Linked DNA regions of Drosophila melanogaster: regions 2, 3 and 4 are each linked to region 1. The links are chromatin contacts, called in public Hi-C maps. All regions are on one chromosome and are shown on one strand. The core of a region is the stretch at or near the end of the contact, and the rest is flanking DNA. Distances in the headings are between cores, read along the strand shown. Region 1 holds the start of tsh (teashirt). Region 2 holds the start of CG34173. Region 3 overlaps CG2528. Region 4 holds the start of ttm3 (tiny tim 3).

Evidence for each region. A called contact is a pair of places that touch in the nucleus more often than the background predicts.
Region 2: a Hi-C map of the Kc167 cell line shows a contact between it and region 1, with 3 times the contacts expected there. A contact is called at or near these places in 4 of 107 Hi-C or Micro-C datasets (the Clone 8 cell line, the Kc167 cell line and the S2 cell line).
Region 3: a Hi-C map of the Kc167 cell line shows a contact between it and region 1, with 2.6 times the contacts expected there. A contact is called at or near these places in 8 of 107 Hi-C or Micro-C datasets (the Clone 8 cell line, the Kc167 cell line, the ML-DmBG3-c2 cell line and 5 more) and 1 of 7 datasets of targeted methods (the Kc167 cell line).
Region 4: a Hi-C map of the Kc167 cell line shows a contact between it and region 1, with 2.0 times the contacts expected there. A contact is called at or near these places in 27 of 107 Hi-C or Micro-C datasets (the Clone 8 cell line, the Kc167 cell line, the PNm cell line and 12 more) and 1 of 7 datasets of targeted methods (the Kc167 cell line).

Annotation. Positions count from the first base shown.
Region 1 is chr2L:21,825,447-21,831,481 of dm6, reverse strand. It overlaps tsh (teashirt), which reads right to left and starts at 2,889. Exons shown (of 3, transcript NM_078891.3): 1 at 1,624-2,889. The coding sequence starts at 1,676.
Region 2 is chr2L:22,051,251-22,057,719 of dm6, reverse strand. It overlaps CG34173, which reads left to right and starts at 3,418. Exons shown (of 2, transcript NM_001103717.2): 1 at 3,418-3,548; 2 at 3,603-3,886. The coding sequence starts at 3,608. The coding sequence ends at 3,745.
Region 3 is chr2L:21,971,904-21,978,758 of dm6, reverse strand. It overlaps CG2528, which reads left to right. Exons shown (of 4, transcript NM_001316405.1): 3 at 956-3,830; 4 at 3,884-4,010. Among named protein-coding and RNA genes, the nearest start is that of lncRNA:CR44804, 15 kb to the right of the region's middle.
Region 4 is chr2L:22,075,108-22,081,761 of dm6, reverse strand. It overlaps ttm3 (tiny tim 3), which reads right to left and starts at 2,130. Exons shown (of 1, transcript NM_136286.3): 1 at 1,024-2,130. The coding sequence starts at 2,074. The coding sequence ends at 1,043.

The DNA of each region.
Region 1 (6,035 bases), core at 1,640-4,139:
TATCATAATCTGAAATCTCGTTATTCGATTAGGCTTAAATCAAAATGATTTATACGCAACTCCAGCAAGTGCAGTTAATTACAAGTTGAAATGTCTCATTAATAATCGAGAGAGTTGCATATTGATATGCACCCGTAACGCTCAGGCTAACTAAAATAGTGGGAGTACACCCATTGGTGTGATATGGGAGAGTTGGTTGGACCTCAGGTGAGAATATAAATAAATATGAGTTGACCGATCTGAATTTTTTTATAGTAGAATTATTGTTTAAAATGTTTATTCCCTAGTATATTTTTACTATATACTGCGAAATGAAGGTTATTAATAACAGTATATCTATTTGTGCCGAATACAACACACTGTCCCTGTTAAAGCAAATCTAAGGCACGACAAATCCGTTAAGGTAGCAGAGTAAATATTACTAAACATACACATGCACCCGGAGATACAGCCACACGCACACGCACACGCCAGCGGCAAATTGTGAACATAAATCTCTCCGGTAATAGGCGCACACGGGGAAATTGGAGGGGGTGGAGAATGGAAAAGATGGCAAGCAGAGCGTAGCGTATTTTGAGTTTTTCACTTTTTCGCATGATTTATTCAATTCGACTACGTCATCGCCTTGGAAAATCTTGAAAATTCGTGTGTATCTGCATGCAAATCAAACGAGAGCGAGACAATTTGTCGCACTTTATTATTAATACTCCAGATGCACCCCCGAATACCCTCGCCCCCGCAAATATAGTGTCATAAAACCCGTTTTTAGCCTTCAGTTAATTTGCTCAGACTCAGGCTCACTCGAGTGACTGTTCGAGAGCGAGTTCGAAAAATATCTTGAACTTGTTTAATCATAATTTCAGAGAAACCCAGATACAGATACACAAACGCTTACCCCAAGTTAGTATCCCATCATCGAACTATGGCGATTTTTCTGTTATTTTCGGATTTCCCCTGCCAGCCACCCTTTTCAAATCAAGTTCTGCTTTTCCCGATCCGAGGGTCTGGACTCGTAGTCGTGAACTCAGTACTCTTGGTTCTGCGGGTGGGTGTTGTGATATATGGGCGCGCTATTGGCGAGGCGCTGAATTTATAACGACAGGTGTGCGACTACGCCGAACCGCCAATGCCAATCATCAAATGCCATGAAATCATAGTTTCTTGATATATTTATTTGGCCGATTTGTGGTTGAGAGTCTGCAATACTATTTCAACAAGTTCGGCTATCAGTTCACAATGACAATGGTTTTTGATTTTGATTGAAAACGTTCTATATTCAATATATGTCGTATATACTTGGTATATATAATATTCTATTTAACCAGATACTTGAACGCACATAAAAAGCAATTGCAAAAAAATAATATTAACTGAATGAGATGAATGTAATTATTTTATATGTGAATATTTTGAGTATGGCCACTTTTAGTTAAGAATTCAATATTTCACTATTTCATAATGAAAAACACTTTGATGCACTTTGGTAGTAAAATCTCAGTTCGTTTATCCTTCATACCCAGAGTAGTCACATTTTTGAATCCCCCGAATAAGGCCATGTGAATCTTTTTCTTAATTCTACATCTTTCACTGTTCTATGGAAATAATCTTCCATATAACACTTACCCGGCATTTAGCGCCTGTCTGTAGATCTCGAGCATCAGAGCCTCGTGTAACATTTTTAAATTTTGCTGAATTTTGACGGTTTGCTGGAACTTGGATGGTTTGCTCTTTTTGGAGCAAACAACGAGGATTTTAGTTGGATTTTGGAACTTAACTTTAGTTTGACACAATGATCATATAATCTATTGTTTTGCACTTGGTACGTTGTAGTATAACTTGTTGTTGTTGCAGCGTATAACTGATTAATTTATATTTTTTGGATTTTGTAATTTATAAACTTTCGTATGTCAGACAAAAAATGACGTTTCGAGGCGTTTGTATTTTTAATTCCTAATTTGTGTTGATTTAAATTTAATTTATTAATTGCATTGAATCGTATACTTCGTTAAGGTTTGTTGATTTAAGTAACTGGCTTTACATTATGTATGTAGTGTAATTTTGGTGAATTAAATACCGTTTAATGTAAATATTTGCAATAGTTTATCTTTAGTTTTGGTAATAAATATATTTTTGTGGTATATTTTGTTTAGCTTGTGGTAGTTTTACGTATACTTTGTTGAACCATTTGTAGTTGTATGTTTCTCGTATGTTTCAGTCTTGATCGAGCATTTGCGTTCGAGAGTATCAAACCTCTGCTTCTTTGACTAGATATGATGGCGGCCTGGAAAACACTCGTTCTATCCTCCCCCAAAAACGCGTTTTAAACTGAGAATTCACTGTTCTGGCGGAACCGCGGGTCGCGATGCGTGCGTCTTCTCATCCGGATTCGTCGTCACTACTCGAACGAAAGTCCAAAGGCGATTGAATCCCGCTGGCCGGGTTCCTTCGTCACTAGCCTCTGCTGCGGTGCTCTGCCGGTGCGCTGCTGCTGCGCTGCCGTCGCTGTCAAGCTGACAAACAACAACAACGGGGCGCTGCTGCTCTGCCTTCACTGATTGATACGGATGAAAAAATGAAGCGACGCGACGGACGCGCAGCGATTGGAAGCTGCGCTGCTGTTGACGAGCAAACACGAAGCCCGCGTTTTGGCGACGGCAATTTCTGATTCGATTTTGCGTTCTGGCGACGGCTGCGCACTTGTGTGTGTGTTGTGTGTGCCGTGTGTGCCACCCACACCCTTGCAGGACAAGCTGGCTGTCAGCGTGATTAAATGTGCTACTCTCTCGCTCGCACTCGCCGGCACTCGGCTAACTAATTACCGTACGATTTTTCCAAGTGCGCCGAGCTTTTTCGCACGATCGTACGCAGTAACGGTTTCTTGTCGACTGACTGACTCTTGGCGAAAAGAACCCGAAACCGATGGGTAGCCAAAAGAGAGCGCGAGAGAGAAGAGAGAGAGAGAGCGACAAGAGCGCAGACTTTCCCCTGTGCTGGCAAGTGAACGCTTGGAACTGAAACAGGGGAAATCGCTAGGGAAAGAGATAGCGTTGTGGGACCGCTCCGTCTCGCTTGCTCCGAAAGTGTGTGAAATCTGTTTTGTCGTTTCGTCACCCTTCTTTTGTCCTATTCCGAATCCGATTCCATCACAATTAAGATTTATGACAGTTTAACAAAAATGCTCTCACTCGCATGCGCCGTCCTGCTCGCAGCCACTCAAACTGTGTCGGTCCCTGCTCTGTTTTTATTTCTTTTCAAAATAAACAGTAGTTGTTGCTCTCTGAGCTTTTCGCCCTCGTCACTTTTAGCCTCTTCCCTCTCGCTCACCTTCCTTCATACCCTCTGCTGTCAACTTTTGTTCGCCTTTCTGCAGCTTCTTCGTGGATCTCGCTTCTTTTGTTTCGTTGCATTGCTGTGCGAGCGAGTAGGAGAGTGAAAAAGTGGAAAAGTGGTTTGGGGCAATTTTCACTTGAAATCAACCCATTCCACTTTTCTTTTTGGCTGCGAAAACAATTGAATTAGCGACACTCCGGCCGTTCTTTCCTCTGAAAATGTGCCAAAATGCCGCGATTTTATTAGTTTTCATGGCAAGGTGTCAATGTTTGTGAATGCGTGAATGTAAGGCTGTGTAAGAACATTGATGTACATATGAAAGTATAAAGCCGAATGAAGTACAAATTTGGTTTAATAAGTGCCTTTATACAGTCTAAAAGATGACAGCATTGAATACTATTTAAATACTAGTATCATTAATACTCAAGATCACGTCTAATAAGTGCATCTACAATATTTTTCTTTGTGCCGACCCTGGTTACCTTAAGTTTATATATTGCATGTACTTTTTCACATAAATTGACAAACGTATAAAATAGTAACTTTCGATACATTATAATACATTACATTATAAAACATTATATACATTATTCTATAAAATTATCAACCGGTAACCGAGCATTGCCTTGATTCCTATGCATATTTACGGAGACGACTACTGAATCAAAATTTAGTTGCGAGGAGTCCACGAAAGGTGCCCCTACTTAGCCCAAGGCATTTTAAGCCAAGGTTAAACTTCGCTAAAACCCACCTAAACTGGCCAGTCTCCAAATGGCGTAATATCCCCTGGACTGATGTGTTAAAAATAGTGCTATTTGGTGGAACTGGTTCATATGGTTATATCTGACGACCTCCAAACACCGAGTACCACCCAAAACACCCACTGAAGACTTTCAATCACGGTGGACCTGCAATACTGGTATGGGCTTGTTTATTTTTTACAATGGTATGAGTCCATAACATATGATTTATGGTATTATAGACCAAAACGCATGTGTAAATATACTAAGGGATGTCTTACTGTCATATTCTTATTATAATATGCCCTTAAAATGGAAATTCCAACAGAATAATGATCCGAATGGCAGAAGCAAATCGGTTAAGAAAAGGTTCACCCAAAATAGAATAGATGCAATGCCGTGGCAAGCACCATCTTCCGATTTAATCCCGATTGAAAACCTGTGGGGGGACATTATACAATATGTGACGAATAATTCCCCGACGTCTAAGGCTCAGATTTGGCAAGTTGTGCAGGATGCATTGGCAAAAATTCCCCCCAAACGTTGCCAGGACCTGGTGGACTCCAAGCCGCGTAGGTGGTGGCTAACAGAGGCTATCCAACACATTAATAAGAAAAACTGTTAGTTTTAAGTCAAATTGAATTTTGTTAATATTTTTTTATTGCACTGCTCTTTCAGTGAACACCAGAATATCTGCCTATTATGTTGTTTTGATCTATATTTTAGAAAACTATTAAAGAAATAAGTGTGAAATTTTTGTTGAATTGTTGGAAATTAAATACCTAATGATATTATAAAAAAAAGCCCATCAAAACTGTAAATCATAGGATTTTTCTATATTAAACTCGCAGGTGCAAAGCACTGCTATTTTTTATGAACACAGCTGTATATTGATTTAAGTCAGAAGTTAGCATCACAATAAGGGAGACATGCGTTAGTGTAAAGTACATGTACATACATACATACATATGTACAAATAATATCTCTTTAATTTTTTGCCAGTTTTTATCGATATTTATAACTTTGGTATGCAATTAAATTCCTTGAGGCTAATTAAATTTCGTTTTGCATATACAATATTTAACCATACCAATTTTTGTTTCGACATATGACTCCTATTATAAAGGGTGTTCATTCTATTCTTTGATTTAATGATGACATGATGATTTGGTTTGCATATTTGCGCGTAAGTTTCATTAGTGGACGAAAAACCCACACTATCAAAATCCGAACTTAAAATCTACCAATATTTGACGAATGCCTGGTGGAGCCATAAAACTCGAAAATGGCGAAAAACTCGCTCGTTTTTTTCTGCTTTTGCCGCTGTTTTTATTGTTTACTGAGTCTTCATCCAATGGGAATCCTCGCTGCACTTGTTGCTCCCAGAACGGGCTCCGTTAAAGGCTGAGAAACGAATCGTAAAAGATTTAACGATCCACCAATTAACCGATAATAATCAAATCACGTGGATCCACTCAAACCTAAAGAAGAGGTGCTGGGGCGGGAGCATTGCTTTTGGGGCTCCAGTATCATCCCCATCTGAGTCCTCTTGGTCTCCGTGGTAATAAATACTTTTACGATTCTATAATTTGATTTGGGAATTTTTATTAAATATTCTTTCTCCTGCCTTCACTGTGAGAGAGATCTCTTCGCGATGGGTCATCTATTGATTTTGCTGCGCCCCATTAATTTTTTATGCTTTCGATCATTAAAATTCGTTTGATAAATTATTATGTGGAATTCGAATTCACTAAAGCTACAACAGCATTCGAGACTATTGTCACGCAGAATGTCCTGCAGTATGTGCTTCCTATGCATTTTTCTCATTTGCACTATGCTAATCGTATAGGGACAATTAGTTATTAGTGATTTTATTTTTATTATTTGCCTTTTTATTATTGGCCACTCCTCCCTCTAACGTCAACAAAACACCCAAATGCTGTCACGCCATCAATGTTAGAAATT
Region 2 (6,469 bases), core at 2,169-4,668, 230 kb before region 1:
CATAAGTTTCGAACTTGAATTAAATGTGTTCTGTACAAATAGCCTCAATAGCAGGCTACAACTAATTTATATACATATTATGTATGTTAGGTATTTATGGAAAAAACGGATGTTCCATTTCTAAAAATCAAACAATATATTTCTGATCCACTTTCTTTCAGTGTACCCCATCCCCTCAAAATATTTGAAATAATAATTCTTCGAGATAAATTACCCAAAACAGGTGTGACGGTGTGTATGTATGCTTCTCTAAATTACCCTGCTCCTGATGCTGGTCCTGCTTCTGATGCTCCTCCTCCTCGCTCCGCTGCCGTCCCCACACGAGACAATGACACAGAGCCACCACTACAATTGCAGCAGCATATCACTCTGCCCAGCCATCCTGCCATCCTGCCATCCTTACATCCTGCCGTCCCTTTACCCTTCTGGGCTGTTCCCATTCGGGCTGCTTTAGCCCGAACCAAACCCGGTACAGAAGTCCAATCGCATTTTGCAAACTCGTTCGCTGGCAGTCGGTCAGTCGATGGCGGATGGGCTTAAGTGCTTGGCTGGCCCGCTCTGGTTCGTCCTGCTTGTCCTGCGTTTGGCATTTAGCATCAGGAAATTATGCTGACGCTGCCAACTGGCCACGGGCAGTTGGGAATCGTGCGACCACTGAGATTGGACCGGGCAATCAGCGGCGTCTGCAGATGTGCTTGCCCATGTCCACATCCATATCCGTGTCCACGTCCCTTGTATCTGTCCCATCTCTAGCGTCCCTGCATCCCGCACCCTAGTCCAGCGCCTGCGCCTTCTTCTCGCTCCTGTGGCGTCCTCATTAAACTCGCACACACTGGACCTCTCTAATGAGTTCCATATGCTGTCGTCCATTTCGGTAGCAGGGAATCCTAGCCACGTTCCAGTTGATAGCCTGCTACGAGTAGCCAGCATCGACGCTCTCGCAGTTCTGTGTCACCCATCTGGGTGCAAGTTATGGAACATTTCAAACAGCAACGAAATGCACGTTTAGTCGAGCAAGTATCGCTCTTCGACTATGAGAATTATTGTTTAAAGTGAGCTGTCGCTATAATGGTTCACTTACCAAACTTAAAGATCTGTTTGACTCTTAGAACACCTCAAAGTTTTTTTTTTATTGTTCGGGTCATTTGGGGCACAAGACTTTCTCTGAGTGCAGCCAGAACGAGTGCGCAATATTCGCACAAAAGTTTACATTCACGATGCCACAGCAGCCAGAGGACGCTCTAGTTCCGGATAGGTGCATGCAGCCCCTCCCAGTCACAAACCCGCCTGATGCAGCTGGAGGAGAGTGGTCACAAACACCCCGGCCGTAAAACATTCGGGTGACGGCGGCACACAAGGTCTGATGTGGACCGGAGGACGGACGGACGGTTGTTCGAGAAGCCCGTATGCCTCATATATGATTTACCCTTGCCTCGCCTCTTTCGCCGCGGGTTGCTTCTGGTCGGGCGGCAACTTTTGGAAGGGGTAAATGCGACTGCAGCGACTCCACCACTTCGCCCCGCACCCTTCATAGTGCGAGAACAAAAAGGCGCGAAAATCCATTCGCACATAAAATGCGCCACAGTATGCATTATTTTAATGTCACTGATAAATCATTTTTATGTCGGTGCTAAATCAAAAGATGGACGAGCAAATGCTGTATTTCAAGGCAGAAACGTAGGAAGGGTTCGGGTGTCACACATGCACCTGGGAAAAGGTGTGCTCCGGGTATGGCTTATGGGTTTTAGCTCCACTCCGCCGCTGCACTCGCATTCGTCCATTAAAATCCGCTACAGTGTGTCCAAAACACGGGCAGGACTCCTGCTGCACGGCCGGTCCGTTTATTTATTATTAACACCAAAAAGACCCCGAGGACGAATTGCAGTGCTCCTCCGGCACCGCCTCCGGCTCCAGCTCCAGCAACGGATCCTGGACCGAGACTTGGAATGCGCAAACTGCCCTTAGTAGCAGCCGCCTACTCATATTTCGTTGTCCTCATCGGACGAGACTCGGTACTGCAAAAATGAATCTGTTTGCGGTTCAAACACGTGCCGTGGCCAGAAATAATGTGCACCGGAATCTGCTCGGACTAATGGGCCCACAACACGGTATTTGACTTAGGCCCAGTCCAGCGTTTCCATCGGCATTGCAACCGATAAACCGCTTTGATGCTTTGTGGTCGGGAGACAAAAGAAGGCTTCAGAAACAAAAAGAGTATTTATATTTGATTATTGTTTGTTTATTATTTTTACAAAAATGTGAACTTGTTCAATTTGAGCGAAATACGCAGATATTTTTACTAACAATACAAACACACAATCTATTTATGCATTAAGTTTTTAAAGCGTGACTTAACTTCACTTAACGTGCAATACAACTTAATATTTCTAAATTTATTTAAAGAATATTTATTAGAACGTATCATTCCACATATAATATTTTTAATTGAATGAGAATAAAAGCTATGACTGATTTAGGAGCTTGGAAACGTATAAGTCCTTTTTGTCTACACCATGGTTAAGGTTACTAGTTGGCTTAAGCAGCCAGTTAAGTTAGCCCGACATAAAGCTGCGATTTTCATTGTAATCTGTTCCAGGCGAGCCGCTTGTCCAGGATCAGACCCAAATACTGCGCCTGTGGTGATTATGGAATGGTGTTCCCTTAAAAAAGAAACTGCTGTGGCCAATTTTAAGCTATTTATAAATAAGCAGTTACTTATAAAGAAAGCCATCAGGCAAACCACGGATGAAAGCTTCCTGAACGTCCAGGAAATCCTGTGGTGCCTAAAACCAAACTGGCGGTCGGAATTATCATCCTGTTCGCTTTTTACTCCATATCTCTACTAAGACATATTCCCTTAAATAATGTATAGAAAGTAATGGAAGCTTATCCGTCGTTATGACTCGCCAAGGTTCATTGATATAAAAAAATCTGGATACGTATTACGTAACGTTGAGTTACAAAGGAGAACAAGGAACAGGATCTCTTTTTAGGCAAGGCCTTGCCAATTCTGCTGTCAATGACAACGATAATCCATCCAAGTAAAGAGCATTAAAGAAGTTTAGTGTTTCTTTAACATCTGCGGGGATCCCTAGGTCAAATGGCTGAAAGCGCTCCGCAGGCTTTTCCGCAAAAGTTAAAGAAATCTTTAAGGAGAACTTGCAAAAAAATTTCTGTGAGATTTAGTTCTTTCAGACTCCGGGTAGATTTCAAAAGTCGAAAAAACACGCAAACAGTAATTGATTAACGAATAACGTTAATATTGCCCTAGGTATTTGCTACTTTTTATTTTGCAACTTTGAGGTCCTTTTTCTCAAAATTCTCTCATAATGGTGAAAAAAATCAAAAAATAATGTGTACTATAAGCTAAACAACTTTAGTTTTTCGCCAGAACACTCAGACTGTCATTGAATAATCTATCAGAGATTGTGTCAATAATCTGATTTTTTCCCGCCTATGTTCTATATTTAAATCGTTTGAATAGGTTACCCAACCACAACACATAAGTGAAGAAAGACAAAATCTTCTAAATTAGTTAAGCAATCTATGTAAGTATGTTAAACGGTGATAAATAGCAACTAAAGCTCTGCGTACATCTGCAGTCAAGATGTTTCGCACACTGTCCATTGAGCCGATTAGAATTGAGGAGCGCTCCAAAGATGAGGTCCGTGCTAATATATTAGTGTTCGCTGTCACCTGTGCCCTTATCCGCTTTATTCCGATAATAGTGAGGAAATTATCGTAGTCAAGACCAAGGATGCGATTGTGTACTTCCGTTTTGACTGAGATAAAGCCGAATATATATATTAAAAATATTTAAATATAAACTAATAACAATTAGGTGTTATATTAAAAATAAAAACAAAAAAATATGTCGCTAAAATTGAGATCATCGACTTGTAAATACATTTTTTTAGCAATAACAAATTTTTAACAGAATGTGTCCGAAAATATGCTTAGCATATTAAGTGAAATTGGTATAAGAAATAATAATAAAAAACAACAAAACATTTTCAGAAAATTTGCTCAGTTTGGGGGTGTTTCTATGGACGTGACGATCTTTTAAAGTGAACTTGGGGCGCCGCCACTTCAGTCTGCATGCTTAATCTCAACCGGATAGCCTTTGAAGTTACCGAAAATTCGGAGTTCATAAGAACAGGCGGTCATTTCTAGGTCGGATTGCCCAAATTAAAACAAGAGAGTATACCGATCTCAAGTCAAGTTCGTCTACTATCAGATATCAGTTACTCAGGTAGTGGAAGTGCTAACGCGAATTTCATCATTTTTCTGGGATATCGATATAGATATTGGGGAATAAAATGAGAAAAAAATTAAAAATTGCCTAAAAATGTGGGCGTGGCAGTTTTTGGCGTGTTTAGGCCGTTAGAGTGGGCGTGACAAACTGGGTCGACAAACTTGCGCTGCGTCCTTGTCTCTAGAATCTGTATGCTGAATCTCATACGGACAGACGGACATTACCAGATCGACTCGGCTATTGATCCTGATCAAGAATACATGTGCTTTATTTAGTCGGAAACGCTTCCTTCTGCCTATCACACACTTTTTAGCGAATACCCATTTACTCTACGACTAACGGGTATAACAACAAATTGTGGACGCTGGGTGCTATTTAAAGTAGTTGAACAGCGCAATTAAATGCCATTTGTTTTTTAATTAATTAATTAATGTATTTAGAAGCGATGAATACATACAATGCAGTAATAGTAACATAACAGCGCAATTAACAAGAAAATGATTAAACTAAACCTCGTACTAAAATGCTACTTGTATTTTCCATATTAATGTCGTTGCCTGTAAGTATGCAACGACCTGCAGTATACCTGCAGTATTAATCGGGAAGTCTTAGCAACTTGGTAGGAAAAAGATAGTGACGAGTAGCACCATAGTGTTCGAAGACCACTAATTTATGTACACAAATAAGAAAAAATTTACTACAGTTTGAAACATTGAATATTTTAAAAATATGATATGATATTACAACTTTTGTACGTTGCCACTAGACACATTGAATACACATTTTACGAAAAGGCTTAATTATAAATATTAATTTATGGTTAAATTTTAGATTACCTACATAGTAGTAAAACATTAAAAAAGATTTTATTTCACAAATGTTGTTAACAATATATCTGAATGGCTAAGGGTTGACTCGATATTGGAAATGTATAAATGTCAAAAAAATGAAATCAAGCTAAACAGTCGTGTATTCCAAAAGCCTAATTAGCCAAATTGAATAAAATTAATTATACGTGCTAGTCGTAGAGTAAAAGGGTATACTACAATAGATTTTTTGAAAACTATGTAACAGGCAGATGAAAGCGTTTCCGACGGTATATATATTCTTGATCAGGATCAATAGCCGCGTCGAACCGGCCCTGTCCGTCTGTCTGTCCGTATGAACGTTGAGATTTTAGGAACTATAAAAGCTAGAATTTTGAGATTCAGCGTCACGCCCACTTCAACGCACTAAAACCGCCCAAAACCACGGCCACAATTTTCCAAAATGGTTTGATATTTTTTCATAATTTTAGACTAATATAATTAAATTTTTATCGATTTGCCAAAAAACTTTTTGCCACACCCACTAGAACGTCCTGAAGCCGCCAAATCAATCACGCCCAATTTTTAATTGTTTTCTCCCAATATCTATCGATATCCAAGAAAAATTATTAAATTTCTCGTTCGCATTCACACTAGCTGCTGAGTAAAGGGTATCTAATAGTCGGGGAACTCGACTATAGCATTTTCTCTTGTTTTATTATTTTGATCGCGAATTTCTTACCCGTCACAATGCAGTCGCAAATTCATAATCGTTTTAAGCAGGCAAAATTATTAGCAAGTGTTGAAGCTTAGTTGTTTGTTAGTAGTCTAATGTATTGCCGATAATGATGAAAAGATAAATTTTATATACTTTGTTGGCCCGGAAACGCTTTCATCTACCTGTAGCATACGTTTTTAGCATATCCTTTTACTCCAGGAGTAGCGGGTATAAAGCTATGTTAACATTTATTGAAATAAGACAGCTTAACATCTTTTATATTTATATTACCTAAAATACTGACTTTAAATACCTACTATTAATTCATCGAACTCGATATATTCATATAAGGTGAAAAAGCACTTCCATATTAAATACCAATTTATCTGTCCTCCCTTTGCCCATTGGCGTCGAAACCTTCTCTTTGCATATAAATAAATCAAACAAACAAACCCCATTAGCATATTATCAGCATCAAATTGTGACATTTTCCGTCATCTTAAGTTCAAGTGAGAAATCTGTCACGTTGCATTAAGTCGCCTGGCGTGGTAGCCCCCAAAAGCCGCAAGGATAATTCAGGGCAAGGAGTCCAAATGGAGTGGGCAAGCCGGAAGCCTGAAGCAATTCCCGGAATCCGGCACACATAATTATGCGTGTAAACAAGCTGATGATAGTGCGCTGACGTGTGAC
Region 3 (6,855 bases), core at 144-2,643, 150 kb before region 1:
AGTCCATACATAGATCAGAAGATTAACGTCTAATCATATGCCAAAACAGCTTTTTGCCACGCCCACTCCAACGCACACAAATCGCCCAAACCTGGTACGAAAAATATTCTGATCTTCTTTCTTATTTGTATCAGTCTTATATCCATATCTCGATGTATTTAATAACACCACTTTTGCCACGCCCACTCTAACGCCCACAAGCCACCAATTTTTTCATTATATTCTCCAATAACTATCGATATGCCAGAAAAATGATGAAATGTTTGCGTGACACCGATCTTTGCCCGTTGATAGTTTCCTGCAATAAAATGAGTATTTATTTTCAATGGAGGCGCTCAAGTGCGGCTTCCACGAATATCATGGATACGCTGACATGCAGATTGAGATGCAGATGTCGATGCCGGAGTTGGAGTTCAGGTAGAAGTCGGTTCCGACGCAGCTGCAATCTTGGTCGAGACTAGGGCCGCTTGTTATTGTAGGCCCGTGGTACTTAGAGCAGTGCATGTGTTCTTAGTGCCGTTGGTGTTTTCCCCGACCGATTTGACTGAAATTATTAATGGGGGAGGCTGCAGGGCCTCAAGCACTGTGCATATCAAAATAATCAAGTTTTTGATTGAGTGCAGTTAGTGCGGTTGTGTTTACACATTCTAGATCGCGATGGTCGAAAGATCGATTCGACTCATTTTCATCGCCCGAGGAGCATGCGTTTCGTTTTCAGTTTTATGTCCAATCATGTTGTTGATATTGATAATGACATTGATGGCATCGACTTGGCCCGAGTGACTATGGGGCTGCACAGGGAAAAAAACTTTATCTTTAATTTTTGTCATACCAAAACGTGTTTCGTTGTCATTGGAGTGAAATATATATACTTTATATACTATACTTATATACTTTTTATACTTTTCTATACAACTAAAAATATCTATATTTATTTATATTTTTATTTAAATAGGAAATACGGTGCTAACGAAGAAGAATATCATTTTTTTGTATGTGTCAGTACAGTCTTACAACTTGCACTCGATCAAAATCCTGAGCTCAATTTCGAGTGCGTATGAATTCAATTTCTGTTTACGCGTTTTTTTTTAATTCGAATTTTTTCTGATGCCTGATGGCTGTCAATCCGGTGAAATCCGGCTCAGTTCGATGGAATTGGATATGGAATCGAGACACCCCAAGACGAACGATGATATTGACATTATCGAGACACTTAAAAAATGGCCTGCACACAGCCAAATGCTCAAGTGCCAATGCGCAATGATATGTTAAAAACACTCTTGTCGAATTGTTATGGTTTTCTCATTATTAAACTTGCGATACTCTAGTCGATGAGGCTTTGGCGCGTTCATCAGGCGAAGTCGGACTTCAACATGATGGATTCGACGCACTTGACATGTGAGATAAGCAAGCCCAAGTGAAAGCTGTGTAAGGTATTATTCGAATTAATTTGTGTTCAACATACTGAGAGTCCACTCAGATGGTTTTTTGTTTAGTTCGTGTGGGACTACTTATTGGGGAGTACACTATTGGAGGCGATACTTAAATTCCCCCACTAAACATCATTGACAAACCAACTTTTGTATAAGAAGTCTGTTGGTGCTAATAGCATCTTTATTTAACAGCCTCACAACTGAGTTCTAGCTGAGTAGCTCAATGGCAACAAGCCATTACCATTTTTACGTTTTACAAAATGCGATCCATAGAGTCCTTACTGTCCTTATAATTTTGTCAACAAGGGTCAACAGTTGGTTGTGCATGGCATAGGTGTGAGGGTATTAATTAATTCGTCGAAGTGGATGTTACAGGGATAACAAAGGTTTAAAATTGGCCCAATTAGAAAAGAATATCTATCTATTGTTTTGTGACCGATCACTTAATGCTGCAATGTAAGTTAAAACGTGACTTGGAACTCTTTGCTAATCAACACTGTAAAAAAAACCACCGGCTTTAAACAAGGACCAATGTTAAAGCTAGATTATTATTATATTATATATATGTATATCCAAACTAGCTCCTTAGAATTAATATTACTTACAACCATTCAATTTTCTTTATCGGAAATGATAGACAGTGTAAAAATTAAATGCATAAACTTAAACGTAGTACTGTTTAATATTTTCTCTGTATGTATGCATTACGCTTTTCGAGTTTTGGACGCTTATACACAAATCGAAAGGTCAAAACTCTTTCGTTTTGATTTGATCAAATTGTTTTGAGTGCACTCATACACTCTTGTAATCGGACGGCAGCCCCGAGGAGGTTTTGGTTATTTATAATTCGAAGCGATTGATTGATGGAAGCGCTGCGAAGTCGGTGACACTTCGCACTGAAGCAAAAATAAATAACCGAACCGATGCTGGGCGAGGCATTGACAGCTGATTGCGAAAGTCCATTAAGGGACTCCGGACGAGGATATGGACGAGGTGCTGGCCACATGTACTGAAGACCAAATGGGCAGAGTAAGGGACGGTTAGTGGAGTGCGAGTGCTGCATCTGCATTGAAGTTTTGTGGCCTTGGCAGCGGCATCAAAAGTGCAGTCAATCAAGTGAACAAAATTGGATAATTTGGTCCGGAAAAAGTAACGTTTCCGTTTGGTATTCGAGCAACTTCCCAGCCTTCTGTGAATGATTATCTGTCTATTCGTGGGTTTACCCAAATCAGACAACACTACGAAGTATTTCGAGAATCCTAGCCATATAATAACCAATTTCTGTTGCGGACAGGAAGCTTAATAAATAGAACGAAGATGCTACATTGCAAAACTGCTAGGCAAATCAGATTTTCATGAATTGAAAGAAATAAAATGTTCGTTTGTGACTTACCAAACCTACCATTTACGAAGGGATTGCAGGGTTTCCTCCACAATTGTATTTAAGTATAAATAATGACAGGAACCTCCATCCTTGACTAATGTCTATGTTTATTTGCTGCTATTTCTTTATAATTGGATCTGTAAACTTCAAAAAAGTGTATCACCGATTGATGATATATGTATATATAAGATATATCAAGTAGAAGTCCCTGTTTTGACAAAAAATAATTTCTTGTAGACAGCACAAATATTTTTCAACCATATTTACCCACTTGCCTGTCGCATGATGATCGGCAATAAATTTATCCGGAATTCGACCGAGCCTTTGGTGCGAAGTGGACTGAGTCAGCTAAAAGCACAACGCATAGACGGGTGGGTATATCGATAAATAAATCCATTTTATTGTAATTTGTTTAATTCGTTAAACTCGGAGATCCTTTAATTGCAATTTATGATTTATGAGCTTACGATGCATATCAAATTTCTCGCAATGCCGCTCCGAAGGTGGAGCACACACCTGAAAGAAGGCTAAATAATTCAAGCTGAAATCATTTACTCGCGCTTCTCACATTTACTTCACGCCGACGGTGAAGTGCTCGACTTGTCTGTGACATGTGGACGTGGACAATGGACAGTTAATGGTCATGATGCTGCTCCAGCTACACAGATAACAAACAAAAACGACCACAAAAATGCTTTGGAAATAAAACCGACTCACCAACGCAACATAAATTTCAAAACTAGCCCGCACCCAGCTTTTCCTGGGCTGTTTGAAGGAAAGAAGGGCACTCCGGCTGTATCCCCCATCTGCCACACACATTTCACGCAGTGACGACATGCATCCGCCGACATAAACACATAAACCAGGACTCCATTCCGTTCACACGAACGCACGAAAATACACTCACAAAAGATTAGCAAAGCATAATACACGAAGGGAAAAGTAACCCAAAAACAAAAATGGGCAGTAAAGAAAGGCCCGGCCGGTGCTGGGAAATCTGAAGTGTATCAACGGTACGTATTGTTGGCCTTACAAATTAGTTAGTATGTGTAAACTCCGTTTTAAGTTTCATATCATAGGTTTGAAGAGTGTGACACCTGTCGATGATATTCTACAATCCACATTTTATGCCTTTTATTTTTACAAGCTTTTTAAAATATAAATCGAGGCTGTGAACCACTCCGTAGCTGAACAACTAACAAAACTAAGGTTTGTGCTATTAAAATTTACGATTAATTGGACAATACAAAACATTTCCGTTCACTGTACAAATTAAACGTACTTATTTTTTCTGAGCGTAGAGAAAGCTAGAGTAGGGGATCCAAAAATAGCTAGAGAGGCCCAAGAGGAATGGGCACCGTTCCACAGGACATTTGCAGACTTGAGGACCAGAACTAGCAGACCTGTGGACACTATGTGGCGTGGCGTGCAGCCGTGGCCAAATTGGTTGATAGCTCGAAAAACAGTTTCTGCACAGCTCCGTCAAATTGCATTTGGTGTGACAGACCGCAAAATGCATCATCACCAACATGAGCGATGGGTGTTGTTGTTCTAGTTGTTGGCCCTCCGACGTTGTTGATGTTTATATTTTCCAGGCATGACCGTCCCTGCTCTTGCCCGTGCTGCCTTCATCTCCAATCAGCATCGCCACTCCACATTGTCCAGTAATTTACGAGCTTTTTCAACATGTCCGCTGGAATGGGAGTGCAATGTGTTGCCTGCACTTCACTTTGGTCTGTTGATGGCGACGGCGACGGGGATATTATGGGCAGTTAGCTGGATTCTGGGAGTTGAGTTGATAGTGTTGATAAACATGGGTAACATTCAAACCCTTCTAGGGCAGGATATAGCGCGAGATAAAAAGGTCATAGCTGGAAAGGGATTTTGAAGTGCACTTTTTCAAAACTATATATGGGTTTGTCCCTCAACACAAAGTGCATCGAATCCAATGTTAGTAATGAAGAAGGAACAGTTTTATAAGTATTTTTAATCGGAGTAATCTATACACTATAGGATAGTACGCCAATTTTCCTATGAGTATATGATAGGCCCACTGTGCCTGTTTAAAGCCAAAGAAACTGTGCATTCAGTTTCAGTTCACATTAATGCAGCGTGAGTTAAGTGTCAAGGACATTTTTTGGTTTTGGTGCGAACAACGCAACATGTTTCAGTCTCTGGTGCGGAGTCCCTTCTTTTCTGACCTCGTGCCTCTATGTCCTTGCCCACCAGTGGGTGGTGCTATGTTGGTCATTTGTCCTGCGTGTGTGCTTGTGCTTCGGGTGACCGAAAATGCGTTGCAACATTCAAGTAAGTGACATAAATGCATCACGGACACAGCAATCGCCCTCACCCACAGTAGGCGGACATGCAGACGGACAGAGTAAATCATCGTCATCACCATCATCATCAGCAGGGGCACGAAAGGACATTCACATCCACAGAGGACACACTCGCACGCAGGCATTGGAGGCAGTTATGGCTGTCAAGATGAATGCCATATCATCGCTGCACCGAAAATGGTGTCAAAACGTCACCAACGGCGGTTCAACACTTTAGCAGCAAAATTGCAAACAGAAAACAAGACCTTCACAGTTGTTATCCGGCTGAGTTATGCTGTGCCCGCTTGAAATGAAGAGCAGCTGTCTTCCGTTCTGTGGAATGCGGGAGAAATTTATCCCACTAATAAATATAAATGTAGAAAATTAATAGACAAATTAAAACCAACTGGTCTCTCATTACGAGATTCCTGATATTGAAATTAGTTAAAGGCTTCGGCCAGGAACATTTTTTTAATGAAAACATCTATATCTATGAGATAAAGCATACAGTTTCCAGAGATATTGACGCAGCGCAAGTTTGTTGATTCATGTTGCCACGAAAGCCGCACTAAGCTGTCATGCTTAAATTTTTGCAAAATGTTTTGATATTTTTTTTTTCATATTATTATTAGTCTTGTAAATTTCTATTGACTTGCGAAAAAAAACTTTTTGACACGCGCAATCTAGCGCCCTAAAGCCGCCAAACCCAGAATCCCAGAAAAATGATTAAATTTCTCGTTAGCATTTACATTTGGTGAGTAACGGGTATCTGATAGTCGGGAAATCGATTTTAGACTTTCCAATTATATTGTTTGTTGAATAGTTCTCAGTAATTAAAAAGGGAAGAAGGATGTAAGTGGTGCGCCGGGCACTAATCGCAGCTTGATAAGGTGATCACTACTGTCAGCTTCCACATCCGAGCACTGATCTTCCACATTTGATGTGCGATTTTAGACCACATTTAGTGATTTATGTGGACAACGGATATAAATCTGCAAAGGGACGGAGGTTTTCTCAATCGACCGTGAAGTGGCGTCGTTTACACTTGGCCGCAAGTGTCAGGCGGAATTAGATGACGAAAGTCGAAGACTCCAAAAATCGAAAGGTAATTCGAGCCCTAGGCGCTGATCGGTGGCTACAGCCGAGTAGTTTTTAAAATTTTCGGTAGCACATAAATTCCACGCCGCTAATCGGAAATTAATAAATGTCAGCCGTTCGCAGAACACGTCCTCAGCTTCCGTGTTTCAGTAGGACCGCTCTGTCCCAAAAACTTTAATTGGTATTACTTTTCCTTTGTTGTCGTATTTTTATACCCGTTACTCGTAGAGTAAAAGGGTATACTAGATATGTTGAAAAGTATGTAAGGAAGAAGCGTTTCCGACTATATGCAAATATATTCTTGAACAGGATCAATAGCCGAGTCGATCTCCGTCTGTCCGTATGAACGTCGAGATCTCAGGAACTATAAAAGCTAGAAGGTCGAGATTCATCATACAATTTCGCGTTCGCATTCGCACTTGCTGAACAACGGGTATCTGATAGTCGGGAACTCGACTATAACATTCTCTCTTGTTTAGCCTTTGCTTTGGAGAGGAGCTCTTTGATTGGGTGTCGTCTGCGTTCAGCTTGGCGTGAAATGTCCGAAGGAATTACTTGAGCCGTTGTCACAATTGATGAATGAGCATTAAATGTGGCATTTGGTTGAAGGTTTGGGCTGGAT
Region 4 (6,654 bases), core at 881-3,380, 250 kb before region 1:
GCTGGTGCTGCCGGTGGCGGAAATGCTTTCATAGCAAATGGTGGTGGCGGCGGTCCCATAAAATAACAACGCACCACCGAAGAGGCGACCACATACGTATACAAGCGTACATCCCATTCCGGCTTTGCCAACGGTAGTCAAGAGACTAAGCAGGCTGCTGCGGGGTCAAGCACAAAAGTGGTGCTCTACTCTCCGGATGTCCATCTGACTCCTACAGCGCTAAACCCTTTCCACCTGGTTCAGTTCGCATAAATTTTAAACTTTTTGCATCGTAAAGTGCCTCGAAAAGGATAGTATGGGCAGCAACAGTGCGATCGGGCGACCCCTCTGGGTGTCCCTTTGTTACCTAACATGTGTTTCATTACCGCTTACCAGTTTAATAAAATAATCTGGACACATGGCAGTCAAGCCTTTCAATAATAATTACAATATAGATTTTTTAGATGTTTTTGATATAATGCGCTTCACGGGTAATTATATCTGCGACCCTCAAGGATTTCTTTCAATATATTTATCTCTACAGAGCTCTTCATCTCCATAAAAATTATCTCATGCCGTACTTTCGAGTTAAGCCGCTGCGCCAATGTCCCTAGAATCTGTATGCTGAACCTTCTAGCTTTTATAGTTCCGGAGATCTCGACGTTCATACGGACAGGCGGACAGGCGGACATGACTAGATTGACTCGGCTATTGATCCTTATGAAGAATATATATACTTTATATAGTCGAAAATGCTTCCTTCTCCCTGTTACATACTTTTCAACAAATCTAGTATACCCTTTTACTCAACCTGTAATGGGTATAATTGTGTTTAGCTTGGCAGTAAATCTAGTAGACCAATTTAAACTTCGGTAACGGATATAAAAATCGAAACCTCTGTGGTTGTCGAACTGCCAAAACAATGAAAATAATTAAAACAAATAATAAAATGTAAAAAAGGTAAACAATTTTGAACATTTAAATTACTAGATTAATGACTAGATTTTTTAGTTTCCAAGATCAAGACGTTACTACAATAGATATAAGGTGCATAAACGAAAATTTATTTGATTGAAGACCCTCGAAGGGAGCGTCCCAATAAAGTTAAGTTCCACTGACGTTCACTAGTTGGTAAATTCTGAATGCTTTCCTGACTCTGCTCCTGCAGTCGACGTTGGTTGTCCTTAAACTGTTCCATGGGGTCCTCGAATTGGCGATAGTATCGCAGCACCTCCCTTACATCATTTACTTGGTGTTCGGCAATCAACTGCAGGAAAGCCGTGAGATCAAAGAGCTGGACATCATCATCGTTACCCAGCCACTTTGTGAGCACCAAGCTATTATCGGGATGCAGGGGAGTGGTATACGGATCACAGTCCACCACTATCACACGGCTCAGATCCCTGTTAAGATAATCGAGGTTCTTGGTATGCTGACCCTCTACCAAGTCCGTGGCACCTCTTACTAGCCGATATTTTATGTAGCCATAGGGATCTAAAGCATCCAGAAGGGGGAATGCGGTCATACCTTGTTCAGAAGTATATATCACAATTTCAAAATTTCGACTGCACTGCTGAAGAAAGTAATCCACACCAGGCCGCTTTTTAAACCGCCACCCCGTCTGATAAGTCCAATCTGGATGCACCAGTACGTCTTTGATTTCCAGCACCAGTGAATAGGGAGGTTGTATATACGGCGGTGGGACAACATTTGGCAGCAGCCTTGCCATCTGGGGCTCTTCCATCATTTTTTCATAATACTGAAGTGTGTGCCACATCCTCATTATGTACTGGCGGAACCAGGGAAGCTGACTGAACTCATCTTCTATGGGACCCCGATGGTCTTCCTCGGGCTTGCCCAGCTTATAGATGGCCCACATGACTATACTGAAGAGACTCCCCAACACAACACTGTAGGTATAGAAATTCTTGATTCTTCTTAACTTTGGTGGTGAATAGTTTTTGTCGCATCTCTGTACTGTTTTTCTAGCTGAATTCAGGCATATTTTCTCGCATGGACTCAGAAGACAGGTCTTCTTTTTACCGATGTAGCCAATCGACTTATTTAAAGTTCCAAACCAAACAATTTTATGCATTTGAGCTAGACGTTATTTTTTATTGACTTAAGACACTAAGCACTAAACACCGAATCTAACAACTTGTATATACCCAAAGTAAATACCCTCGTGGTAATTATATATTTAATAAAAACAAGAGGAAACGTTACAGTCAAACATTATTTTAGCATAGAAAAAAAAAACATCACGCAAGGGTAAAAAGTAGTGACGATCCCAACCAGAAACTATAGTTAGAATTTAAACAATTTAAATATATACATATATTTAAATATATTTTATTTAAATTCGACACTTTTTATCAAAATATTTGTTGCTCTCCGTTGAAGAAAGAAACTTCCGCTGCGTCTATGACGTGGACATGATCTAAACTTTCTAGCATTTATTGTTTCTGACATTTAGACGTTCAAACGAACAGACAGCCGGGCAGACATACTGACAGATATGCATGGCCAGAATTCCCGTCGACTTAAAAAATCTTCGGAAGAACGATCAAACCCCCTCAGAAGAGCCCATCGCAGCCCTCTCTTTCCTTGTCGTTGCGATTGAGCGGTCGATGGAACGTAGGTGGGACCATTTATCCTAGGGCCAAAATTAATGTTACCTTGGACTAGACGCATACAAAATTTTTGCTGACTTTGTTACCTTTTGACTACGAAAATTGGAAGGACGGTTGCCGGCCCTCTAATAAAAGCAGCTGTTAGCCCGATTAATACGTACGTAATATGCTGTTTGATTATAATTACCGTATCCAACGCTTTATTCGTCACTTGCTTTTTACTTCGTAAAGAGGTGTTTTCTTTTGATTTACCAAATATGAACAGCACTCACATCCCTTTTGAATATATAATTACTAATTTGACTTAATCGTAAATCGGAACGTACATACATAAGCAGCTCAGGTGGACGCAGGACACCAGGTAGAGGAGCTGGTCGCAATCAAGCAATGCCAGTTCAGATAGTCGATTTGTCATAAACAATCGAAATCCATTTAAAATTGTACATGCAATTCCGCAAGAGCCCAATTGAGAGACAGAGAGAGAGAGAGAGAGAGAGCGACAGAAGCTGCCAGATGCCGACACAGTCAACACCTCGTAAAGTGCGATGGGCGCTGGAAGTTTGGGCTGGTTCACTTGTCAGCCAATGTGCCACGTCCTGGCGTGTCCTGCGCTTTCGAGTGTGGCTCAGTGTGTGTTTCTGCCCATTTACCGAGACCTGTGCCTGTGTATCGTTGATATGATAATTGGCATGAGGTAATAATCCACTTGGAAACGTTGGCAATCGTTTGTATCGCAATCACTGTCAAGCCGCCTGCGTCTGCTGCTCCCTTGTGCTGGTATCCAGTGTCCTGGCGCCATAAAGTATAATTTTCCCAACCGTGTTCTCGTTGACTATTCGGCTCCTGGTGTTCCTGCTGGTCCTTTCGTCTCTTCCGCCATTGAACGGGCGACATATTAAATAACAATGAACTGCAATTGCCCAACGAGTCTCGTAATTCGTTTGTAATGCGTGCAGACGCACAGATTTTAAGCAGTCAGCAGGCACATGTCCTTCTGGAACTACAGTTCCACTTCCATTGCCATTTCCCCATCTTTCCTGCATCCCCATTCGCTGGTACCGCCTTTTTCTGCCGCCTGCAATACCCACTTCATTGTCATTGCCTTCGTCTATGTGCTATACTGGCTTTTGTCCTTCTCATGGTTCATAATTTCTGATTTCCTAGTTCAGCTCGTTAGCCAGTTAAATTTAATCACTTTTCAAAATTGGTTCGGTCTGCTGGAGTATTTAAATCGGTTCCGCAATTTATGCGAAAATGAGTGCTACTCAAATGTTGTGGAAAAGACAGACTAGCTCAATAAAGTCCAATAAAAAGGATTACGTTTACTAGTAATCAGTAGAGGCGTCTAGCTTCAAACCATTTAGACAAATTGGCTGCTTAAGAGTTATTTGAATAAGCGAAAACTGTTTCTGGTCGCGGTTGTACATGTACAAATACAGTGCCGCTCAACTGAATAGGTTTGACTATTTGTTTAGGTTTGAAACGTTGTAACTTAGTTATATGCAATCCGATTTAAGCGAAATAAATTTGTATGTATGAATAGATCAGTCGTGTCTTAAATCTTAAAAAGTTTCTGATCCCCTAAATTTGTTTTATATCATTTTTATTTTTTTTTTTCAAAAACATAAAAAATTCTCATTTTTTGGCTCAACTTTTTTTCTTAATTTCTGTTATTTATTATAAATTTGCCAACTCCGCTTTAGTAGTGTGCAATCCCGGATGCAGTGCCTTTCTTAATTGCACATCTCACCCACATACTCAGGGACATTATCTGGGTAACTGGGATCTGATATTCAATATTTTGTTCAGCAGTCATTTGACAGCACATCACAGTTCTGTATTAAACTTTTACATTTTGAAGCCAGTGCAAAGGGCCTTACTGATTTCAGTCACTTTGAGAATATATATTCTTGATCAGTGCTTGATCAACAGCCAAGTGCAAAAAACCATCCCAAAAGTCAAATATAGCCGGATTTTTTTAGTGTAAACGAAACGGCCGGACCTCTATATGGCGGCGAAATGCTTGTATTTTATTGAGGCGAACTAATGCCACGTCAGTGGACTAAGGACAACGCTAAGATTAAAAATGAACGGAAAATAGTTTTCTCGTCTCTATTCTTTTGTAGGGGTACTATATATCCTCTTATCTAAATAAAACACAAACGCAGGAGTTGGCCTCTTTGGTTTATTTGATACTTCACGTGTTTAGCTTTAGCATTCGACTGACTCCCTCTCCGTTTGCGATCTGCCTCTATGCTTGTTGCTATGCCACCCGAAAGCGAACAATGACTGAATGTTTATATACTATGTTGCTATTATGAACTGATATTATGTATGTGTACCTCAAGCCTACTACACTTTTGATCTCAGCTTAAGACTAAATTTTTGTGAAAATTGCTGATTATGTGAATATGGGACATTGGTTGTATTGGGACATTGGTTGTATACAAGAGTGGATTCTGTTCTTATTCTTATTTCTTTCTTTTTATTTCTTTGGTCAGTGCTCATTATGTAAATAGTAAGTGCAAGTCTTGGGATAAAAATAATGAAAAAAAACACCATGAATTGAGTTCCACGACTATTAGATACTCTTTACTCAGCTAGTGGAAATTCGAACGAGAAATTGTATAATTTTTCTGGGATATCGACAGATATTGGGGAACAAAAAAAATTTGGCTTTTTGTGAGAATCAAAATGAAAAAATTTTAACAAATTTTTAAAATGTGTGGCAGTTTTATGCGGTTTGTGGGCGTTAGAGTGAGCATCGCAATTTTTTTTTGTGGAAAATTGATAAAAATTTACAAGATTACTAAAAAATGAAAAAAATTTCGAAAGGTGCGGGCAAAAAGGTGTTGGATGGATTTTGAGCATTAGAGTGTTACATACTTTTCAACGAATCTAGTATACCCTTCTTTATGTCTTTAGTGGGTACTACAATTCTTCTATAACTTCTATACCTGAAAATATTTTGTTGTTTACCCACCTCAGGGTCTGTCATCGCATAAATGGGGACTCGGTTTGGAAAGATTTGGAAAAGGACTCCTATTTCAAGTCTCTTGTGTCCCGTAGCAAATCTACTCTATGGCTATGGCTTTCGTGTTCGGCATTGTCGAGAGCTGCGCAAACGGTGTGAATTGCGTATGGCCGACGCCTAAGCCGCCATGGCTACTGATGCTGCCTGCTTGTGCGAGTTAAATGTTTAACAGCCAGGTGCTTTACGTCGGCCCTCAAGTAATCGTGGTCCCCACGAATAAGTAACTTTTGATTTAAATTTTAGATTTTTGAGTCAGAGTTCCCACAGCAACAGTCAATACTTTCGGGAGGAAGTGTAAATCCATAAAAGAACCGAAGACACCGTACAAACAGAACTTCTGCTTATCAGTAGTCAAAGAGGTCTTGCAGTATTTTCTCCGGAGACTCGCAAACCCAGGTTGCGTGACTAATCCGAGTGCGGTATCCTTCCCTCCATCCACTTTTCTCGGATTCAACTATTGCCCCACATTTGACCCACAAAGACTGTGATGGGCGGCTTCTGGGCCCTAGCTCGTTTATTCGATCAAAAGTTACGAGCTCATCTTAGATTGGACATTAAATGGACACTAAAATATTTTCCTTTTGCACGCAGAGCTTCGAACAAGTCCAAAACAGGGATGGAACAAGCGAAATAAATGTCATGAAACAACACATTGACAGGCACATAAGAACGCTGGTTTTATGGTCCACAGATATGACCAAAATATATGATTACCATGTGTCCGGCAACATGCAAGCTCGTAAATAGGCATTTTCCCTGCTTTAGCTCTCATGAGCCCGTGTCCCACCCCCAACTGCCACTTCCGACTATTTCCCCATCCTTTTTGTATCGTCTTTTTTTCACTGCTGATTTTTGTGGCTCCGTCTTTGGTAATTTAGCAAGTGATCCAGGTGGGACTTCTAAGGAGGACAGTCACAGTCCGTAGGGCAATCGTAAAAATCAAAATAAACTGAAACTTATGCGAGATATTCGGGCTTTGGAATCTTAGGATTTTTATGCTAAGGGTGG